Linked DNA regions of Oryctolagus cuniculus: region 1 is linked to region 2. The links are chromatin contacts, called in public Hi-C maps. All regions are on one chromosome and are shown on one strand. Each heading gives the region's core, a stretch centred on a gene start, on an enhancer-like site or on the middle of the called end of the contact. The rest is flanking DNA. Distances are from core to core; before and after follow the strand shown. Region 1 holds the start of TGFBR2 (transforming growth factor beta receptor 2). Region 2 overlaps LOC127482850 (a long non-coding RNA gene).

Region 1 (3,676 bases), core at 747-3,246, 100 kb before region 2:
ATATTTTGTAAATGTTCTCACGGTTTTTTGATTACGTTAGAACAGTCTTGAAACTATTCAGTGGAAAATTAAAATACAAGTGGAATTAAGTTGCTCATCTTCACTCTAGAGCTGTCTGCAGACCTCAACCATCTTTGAAAAATTTAATTTGACCAAATGAATAAAATTCAGAATGATTCCTTCATGCAACCATTTTGAAAGTTCAATTCTATCACCATATGGTATCTCTAGGCTCTGCACAACTGTTCAAAAAACCAAATAAAAAGCCAGCAGGCGTTTAAACTAATTGTTTAAAAGTGTGTGTATAGATGAAATGAAACTGACTCACGGAACTATTGAGTCTGGAATTTGCAAATCATAAATCTTATCCTCGTAAACAAAAGTTAACTAACAAAATCAGGGCCTGCTAATCTTTGTCATCTGAACCAACGTTTCAACGAGGATTTTTTTTTTAATGCAGACAGAAAATTAGCGGTGTTTTAGAAGTTATTAGCAAAATATAACTCAGTTTTTAAGAGTTTGCAGTCAAACCAGAGACGGTGGAACATTCTGTTTTTTCAGTGTAAGAAAGCAGCCAAGAGCAAAGCTTTGTGATTGCATAAACCATAGAATTCATATCTGTGTCAGAAGGTTTTTTTTTTTTTTTTTTGCATGCCACAGGGCTCCTTCTGAGTCCATTAAAAACTCAGATCTCCATGCCACCCTCAGTACGAGCCACACACTCCAAAGCTCCCGGTCTTCCTCCATACTTTGAAATGCACCCTTTAGAGCGTCTTGCCTTTTAGTCTAGACAATTCTACAGGTACGCATGCCTGTGTCACGGGGCAAGTAAAACCCCCTGCCTCTGGGCGAGCTGGTCTTTCATGCACCTTTCCACCAAAATTGATGCGCAGTATCTGCCAGTCACCCAAGGGTGCCGGGGGGGTGGGGGGGCGAGGGTGCAGGCGCTGCTCAGACGTCACAGATGGAGGGGATGTGAGACGATCCAGCTCCCACCACGTCATTTTACAGATGAGAAAACTGAGGCCTGGGAAAGGGACAGGGCTCGCCCAAACCCGAAGCTCCCCGGAGCAGGGCCGCCAGCTGCAGAAGGCTAAGTGCCTCCTAGCTGCAAACATTCCAGCTTCTGACGTCTGGGGGCTTCTGCACTTTCCATAACAAGTCGTTAAGAACCAAATTCCTGCAATTTTTTACCCCCCCCCCCCCTTTAAAAAGCTCCAGAGACAGCGATCAGGTGGGCGGCCCATTTAGGACCCTAGCCACCCCTTGCTCGGCCGGCCCCGAGTGACAACTGCAAAGAAAGGAGTCAGCTCCCTGGAGGCAGGCACGTCTCGCTCCAGGCACCCACGCCTGCACCGGGCAACCCAGCAGGCCTCGTCTACCTGTCCATCTCCAGCGCCCGAAAACTTTCCTTTGCAAATCGCCGCTTCTCCGGCATGCATGCAGGAAACCCGGGGCCAAGAACCGGCCTGGGGCGCGTAGGGGGCGATGGGTGGGAGACGGGCCGTGGGGCCACTTTCAGGCGCTCCAGCCGGGGTTAACCGGCCTCTGGGGGCTGGGGAGGGCTCGGGCAGCCTCGAGGGGCCCGCAGCATCGCCCAGGGCCCAGGTGCGCGGCCTCTGCCCGGCCGCCTCTGGATCACCAACTTCGCAAACTTCCCTTTCCGGGACTGGGGGCTCAGCGGGGCCGCGGCCGGCACAGCGCCTCCCCGGCTCGCACAAAGGGGCCCCCCCCGCGGGCCCCGCGCCCCCTTGCGAACCAACTTTCCCCTCGCTGGGGCTGCGTGGGTGCCGCGCGGGCCACTTTCCCCGTTTCCGCCCCAGCGCGCAGTGCCCGCGGCCGACTGTCAAGCGCAGCGCAGGGGCCCCCGGCGCCCTCGGCGCGGCGCTGGCCGCTACTCACCCGACTTCTGAACGTGCGGCGGGATCGTGCTGGCGATGCGCGTCCACAGGACGAGGTGCAGCGGCCACAGGCCCCGGAGCAGCCCCCGACCCATGGCAGACCCCGCCGCTCGTCATAGACCGAGCCCAGAGCGCAGCGGACGGCGCCTCCCCGGACCACCCCCCACCCCCACCCCGCGCCCTCTCGAGACCCCCGAGCCGCGCGGGCCCCGGCAGATGTGCGGGCCAGATGTGGCGCCGGCCGGCCGGGAGGAGGGGGCCTGCAGCCGGCGGAGGCCCCCGGCGGCCGAGGGGAGCTGCGCAGGAGGCCGGCTCCCGGCCCGAGCGGGTGCGCGCGCGGGGTGTAGTCTGTCCGTGCGCGCGAGTGACTCACTCAACTTCACCCGGCGCTGCGGGGGAAACAGGAAACTCCTCGCAACAGCTGGGCAGGACCTCTCGCCGCCCAGAGCCTCCGCTCTCTCCCTGCTTCCAGTCCTCGCTCGCTCAGGGCCTGCCAATCAGGGCCCCCGGACCAGCTCCTGCGCGGACTTTGGCCGGGTGTGCGCTGCCCCTCGCAGCCCTCCCACGCCGCCCAGGAGTTCCTGGCTCCCGGGCTCTTCCCCGGAGCGAGCCAGGACACGGGCTTCACAAAGTCTGTGCATGCCAGGTGTCTACACCTTCCTCAGCCCACCACCAAGCGCCCCCAGCCCCACCCCGACCACCCCACCGCGTTATTTGGCTTGTTCCTGGGTTTTTGAGAGCCACTCTTTCTAATTGCAAGTGGAGACTCCAAGCAGTCCTGAAAGCCAGTTAGTGAATTCTGAGCGCTTTTCCCCCCTCATTAGTATTGTTCCAGGAAACTTTTGTGTTCGCTGTGAGTACCAGCGTGCCTGTGCCATCACCCTGTGCGATGTGTGTCGCAGTAGATGACATTCAGGCTTGAATGTGCTTGGTGAGCACCCGGGGGGCTTGCTAAGGTGTGGATCCCGATTCAGAAGGAAATTCTGCTTTTCCACCCCTGTACTGCCCCTCATTTTGAGCCATCTCTCTCTGCAGGTGGGTGGTGGATAATTGTGAATGATCACTCATCACAGAGCGACAATGGCGGAGAACGTTATTTTTAAGTTTGGCAGAAAATGTAAAATAAAAGTGGCTTGGGAGTCACCTGAATGGTTCCCTTTGCGCTCCAGGAACGGAGCTGACAGAAGAGAATACTTGGCCTTGGGTGTGTAGAATGCCTAAGAGTGCCAAACAGGACCGTGTCAACGTTCAGATTTCTCTGCTTGCTAGGGCACCCAGGTTTGTCCAAGGCACTGGATTTACATGTTTGGTAGTTAAATGCTCTTAGAAGCCCCCTTCTCTTTCAGTTGTGTGTTGATTGTATCATGGGTCATGGGATCAGCCCAGCCCCAGGTCTCAAAGACATAATGTGTGCAGCCATCTGGTCAACTCTGCCAGCACTTCCTACAAGGAGTTGCTTTACCTGAGGGCGAGATAGTTTGCAGAAGCAGGTGCCAGTTTCGCCAGGAGAAAGGCAAATGCACCCCCACTCCCCCCCACCCCAACACACACCTAGCTCCAAACTCGACCCTGTCAGTCTGCTTGGGGCTGGAACCTGAAGCTTTGATTCTTCCAGCAGCAACGCTGTCTCTGCCTGTGCCCTAGGAACACATCAGGTCCCAAAGTCTCCTGTTCAGGACAGAGGGAGTGCAGCACCATCAGGAGGGCTGAGCATCTTTTTGGCCATCAGAAATCTTGCCAAAGCTGGAGCCACCGCAGCACTGGAGAACGACTGA
Region 2 (3,697 bases), core at 672-3,171:
AGAGTCACCCATCTACTGATTCACTCTTCAAATGCCTGCAGCATCCAGACTGGACCAGGAGCCAGGAATGCAATCCAGGTCTTTCACGTGGATGGCATGGACTCAAGCACTTGAGCCATTACTTGCTGCCTCCCGGAGCGTGTATTAGCAGGAAGCTAGATTGGAAGTGGAGCTGGGACTCCTACCACACACTTCGATGCAGGATATGGGCAGCCCAAGCAGTGTCTCCAGGGCTGAATCAAATGCCTGGTCCTTGTCTTAATCTTAATTAGTCACATTTGTCTCTGGGAACCCACAGCACTTCCAGTACTAGATTATGCAACGCAGGGAGACACGTGGGGAACAGCGATGGAAGTAACGAACCTTGTACTGTCCAGAACAAGAGCCAGGCCATCGGGGTTCTGCATGCTCTAAGAACTGGGTGGGACACAATTTGACTCCCTTGGGTACCATCACATCTTTTAAAGCAGGGGAAGGAAGACATTTGCCTTTTCTGAGACACTTCCCCTCCTTTGGTGATCCAACACCTGCCTGAGGGAATGCAATGGAGAAAGACCACCAAGATGTGTCCCAGAGGAACAGCAGTTCTCAGGAGAGCTTCACTGTGGCTACAATGCAAACTCCTCCACCCTCCCTTCTCATTCTCATTCCTAAAAATGCTTCCTGTTGTTTGCAGACCTACAGACTAAAGAAGGAAGCGTAGGGCGATGGATGGACCCTTCAAGTGTCTTTCACCTTGCCTACCTTGGAGAAAGTAGAAATGTTTTCCCAAAAAGGAAGGGGTAAGTGACCACAAATTATGGTATGTTCGATCGATAACTACTGATCATACCTACCACATCTCCCCTCATCATTCCTGATACAATTTGAGTCCATTGTATTTTGTCCAATGTCTACAATAGCTCAAAGTGCTCAGTATCACAGTGAGTTTATTCTGGAAACGATGAGTTCTCCACAGAGACATGGACAAAGAAATGTAATTAAAAGCCTTATCAACTTTATATCATCGTGTCCTTGTTTTCTATACTGCTCTCGATAAGTACAGAAAATGGAAATAGGTAATTACTTTTCTCTGATAGAGAATTACATGGGGATAGGTGCCTGTACCCGAACAAACTTGGGAGGAGTCTGTCCTATGTTCTTGGAATGGTAGAAGTTCAGTCTATTTTCTTTTTTTTTTTTTTAAGATTTATTTATTTATTTGAAATGCAGAGTGAGACAGACAGACAGACACACACACACACACACACACAGATGTTTTACACCTGCTGGTTTACTTCCCAAATGGCTGCAACAGCCAGGTCTGGACCAAGTCAAAGCCAGGAGACAGGAACTCCATCTGGTCTCTCCCATGAGTGGCAGGGGGCCAAGGACTTGGGCCATCTTCTACTGCCTTCCCAGGCCCTTTAGCAGGAAGCTGGATCAGAAGTAAAGCAGCCAGAACTCGAACCAGCACTTGGATATAGGCTATAGGCATGGCAGGCTGTGGGTTAACCCAAGGAGTGACAACTTCGGTCCCTCAGTCTGTTTCCAAGAGACGGGAGAGCCAACTTGGGACCTGGATATGACACCCATGCACCAGGAGAGGGTATGAATGAGGCTGGTTATTCTGTGAAATAGCCACATCGTTTCTTGCCACATTTTTCTGCTTCCAGCCCGTATATACTTCCTGTGTTTCTTGGCTTCTCGACTCAGATGAGATCCCAGCGTCCAAGTGAACTGAGAGTGTAGTTTTCAAAAGCTGCCCTTTGAGACAGGGGTGGTGGCCAAGTAGAGAGGAAATGAAGAAAACTGATAGGCCAAACCTTTGGGCTCCATCGGAGGTCTAAAATCAGGACACTCGCTCTGCAGGACAAGAGCTACTTTGTAAAAAATAACCAATGTACTCGCAGCTCAGAAGGCTCTGCGCTTAAGCCAAAGCCAAGCCCCAACACTCATTTTTCCATAAACAAGCCTCAGCCGTGGAGACAGAACTCTCTGTGGACTCTCGCGATGACTTCATTCAGTAGGCATGCCAAAAGCCCCAGATGTCTGATTGCTCAGCCCCGTTCGCTGGGGCAACTGATATTTCCTTTGGTTTCCTATTAGCTGAAATGTCACTTATCAAAGCGTTTTGAGAAGGTCGCCTATCTGGAATTGGTCTTTTATGGCCCGAGGTCATTGTCAGGGTGAGTGTCTCTTCCCACCCACACCCCGCCTGCTTTCACGCACTCTCTTCCGAAGGAATTCAGAGCTCCAGTTCCTTCTTATGAAGTGAGTGGGGTTTGATGTTAGTTTTTAAAATAGAGGCCACTCCGGCCTGTTCTGTGTCTTGTGTGTTATTGACTTGATGTTTTATACAACTGGTTCTTTTCTTTTTTAAAGAGAAAGACTTGCTGTCTTCACTGTAATATTTTTCATGTAAGATTATTCCAATGACAGCAGTAAACTGAGTTCCTATCCCAGCCAAACGTGACTCAAGCTTGGTGGGCATTGCTTCTGTCTCCTCGTGGCTTGAGAGACAGTAGGGAGTTCAGGAAGAACACCGAGAAGAGAGTACTTCATTAAATTCTGGGAGTGGGTGTGAAGTGGAGAGGCGAGGGAAAGCAAACCACTTCTCTAAATTTTTATATGGCTCAGCTGTTTTTTGAAGTGGTTTCAGACACATGGCCGAGGTGAGTTCCATCTTCCTGCCAGCTGTCAGGAGCTGAGACCATGGTGAGCTCCCATCTAGACAGGCTGTTAAAAAGTTCTAGAACGATGGGCACCCTGGCCTTTTGATTTCCCAGGCCACCTTTATTTCCATGGCTTTAACCTTTTGTTTCTTTTTTTAAAAAAATATTTATTTTTACTTATTTGAAAGACAGAATTATAGAGAGAGGTAGAGATTGAGAGAGAGAGAAGTCTTCCATCTGCTGGTTCACTCCCCAATTGGCTACAATGGTCAGAGCTGAGCCCATCTGAATCCAGGAGCCAGGAGCTTCTTCGGAGTCTCCCACGTGGGTGCAGGGGACCAAGGACTTGGGCCATCTTCTACTGTTTTTCCAGACCATAGCAGAGAACTGGGTTGGAAAAGGAGCAGCTGGAACTAGAACTTGTGCCCATGTGGGATGCTGGTGCTTCAAGCTAGGGCTTTAACCCACTGCACCACAGCACCGGCCCCAACCTTTTGTTTCTAAAAATACCTAGACTTTGGGGGTTTCAGTAACTTTGCTTAAACATTTCTTTTCTGTCAGAGAACAGACGTATGCCCAGTAGAGTGCATGGATCTTCAACGTCTCTTAGATTTCCACTCAGGGACACAGGCACACACATGCTGTCAGAGCAGAACACTTCTAGCCCCATCAGGTTCCCTTAGGCTTCTTCACTGGCCCAGAAATAGCTCAGCTTCTGACTCTTACCATCATCATTTTGCATTGCCGGTTGTTGAATCACCCAGCGTGGAGTCTTGCCAATTTGGTTTCTTTCATTCGCCCTAACACCTGCGAGAGTCACCATTTGACTGTATGTAGCAGCGGTTTGTCCCGTTTTAGTCCTGTGTATTATTCCAATTCATAAACACACGCAACAGATCTATTTTCCCATCAATGGGCATTTGGGGACACCACGACTCTTGGTAGTGGAAAACTGGATCACCCTCATCACAGGATAGCAGATTCCTCAAAGAGTGGGGCACAAAGAACAGGGGCCTTAAAACTTGGGGGCAGACTTGAAATAT

The links. A called contact is a pair of places that touch in the nucleus more often than the background predicts.
Region 1: a Hi-C map of embryonic fibroblasts shows a contact between it and region 2, with 2.0 times the contacts expected there. The contact joins the promoter of TGFBR2 here to the enhancer-like site in region 2. A contact is called at or near these places in 2 of 6 Hi-C or Micro-C datasets (embryonic fibroblasts and skin fibroblasts).

The regions. Positions count from the first base shown.
Region 1 is chr4:167,222,158-167,225,833 of mOryCun1.1, reverse strand. TGFBR2 (transforming growth factor beta receptor 2) reads right to left here and starts at 1,996. Exons shown (of 7, transcript NM_001177748.1): 1 at 1,903-1,996. The coding sequence starts at 1,996.
Region 2 is chr4:167,122,380-167,126,076 of mOryCun1.1, reverse strand. LOC127482850 (a long non-coding RNA gene) reads left to right here. Exons shown (of 3, transcript XR_007908709.2): 3 at 677-3,697. Among named protein-coding and RNA genes, the nearest start is that of TGFBR2, 100 kb to the left of the region's middle. Within about 2 kb of position 1,921, at least 4 of the 8 cell types and tissues checked have an H3K27ac peak or open chromatin away from gene starts, as enhancers often do.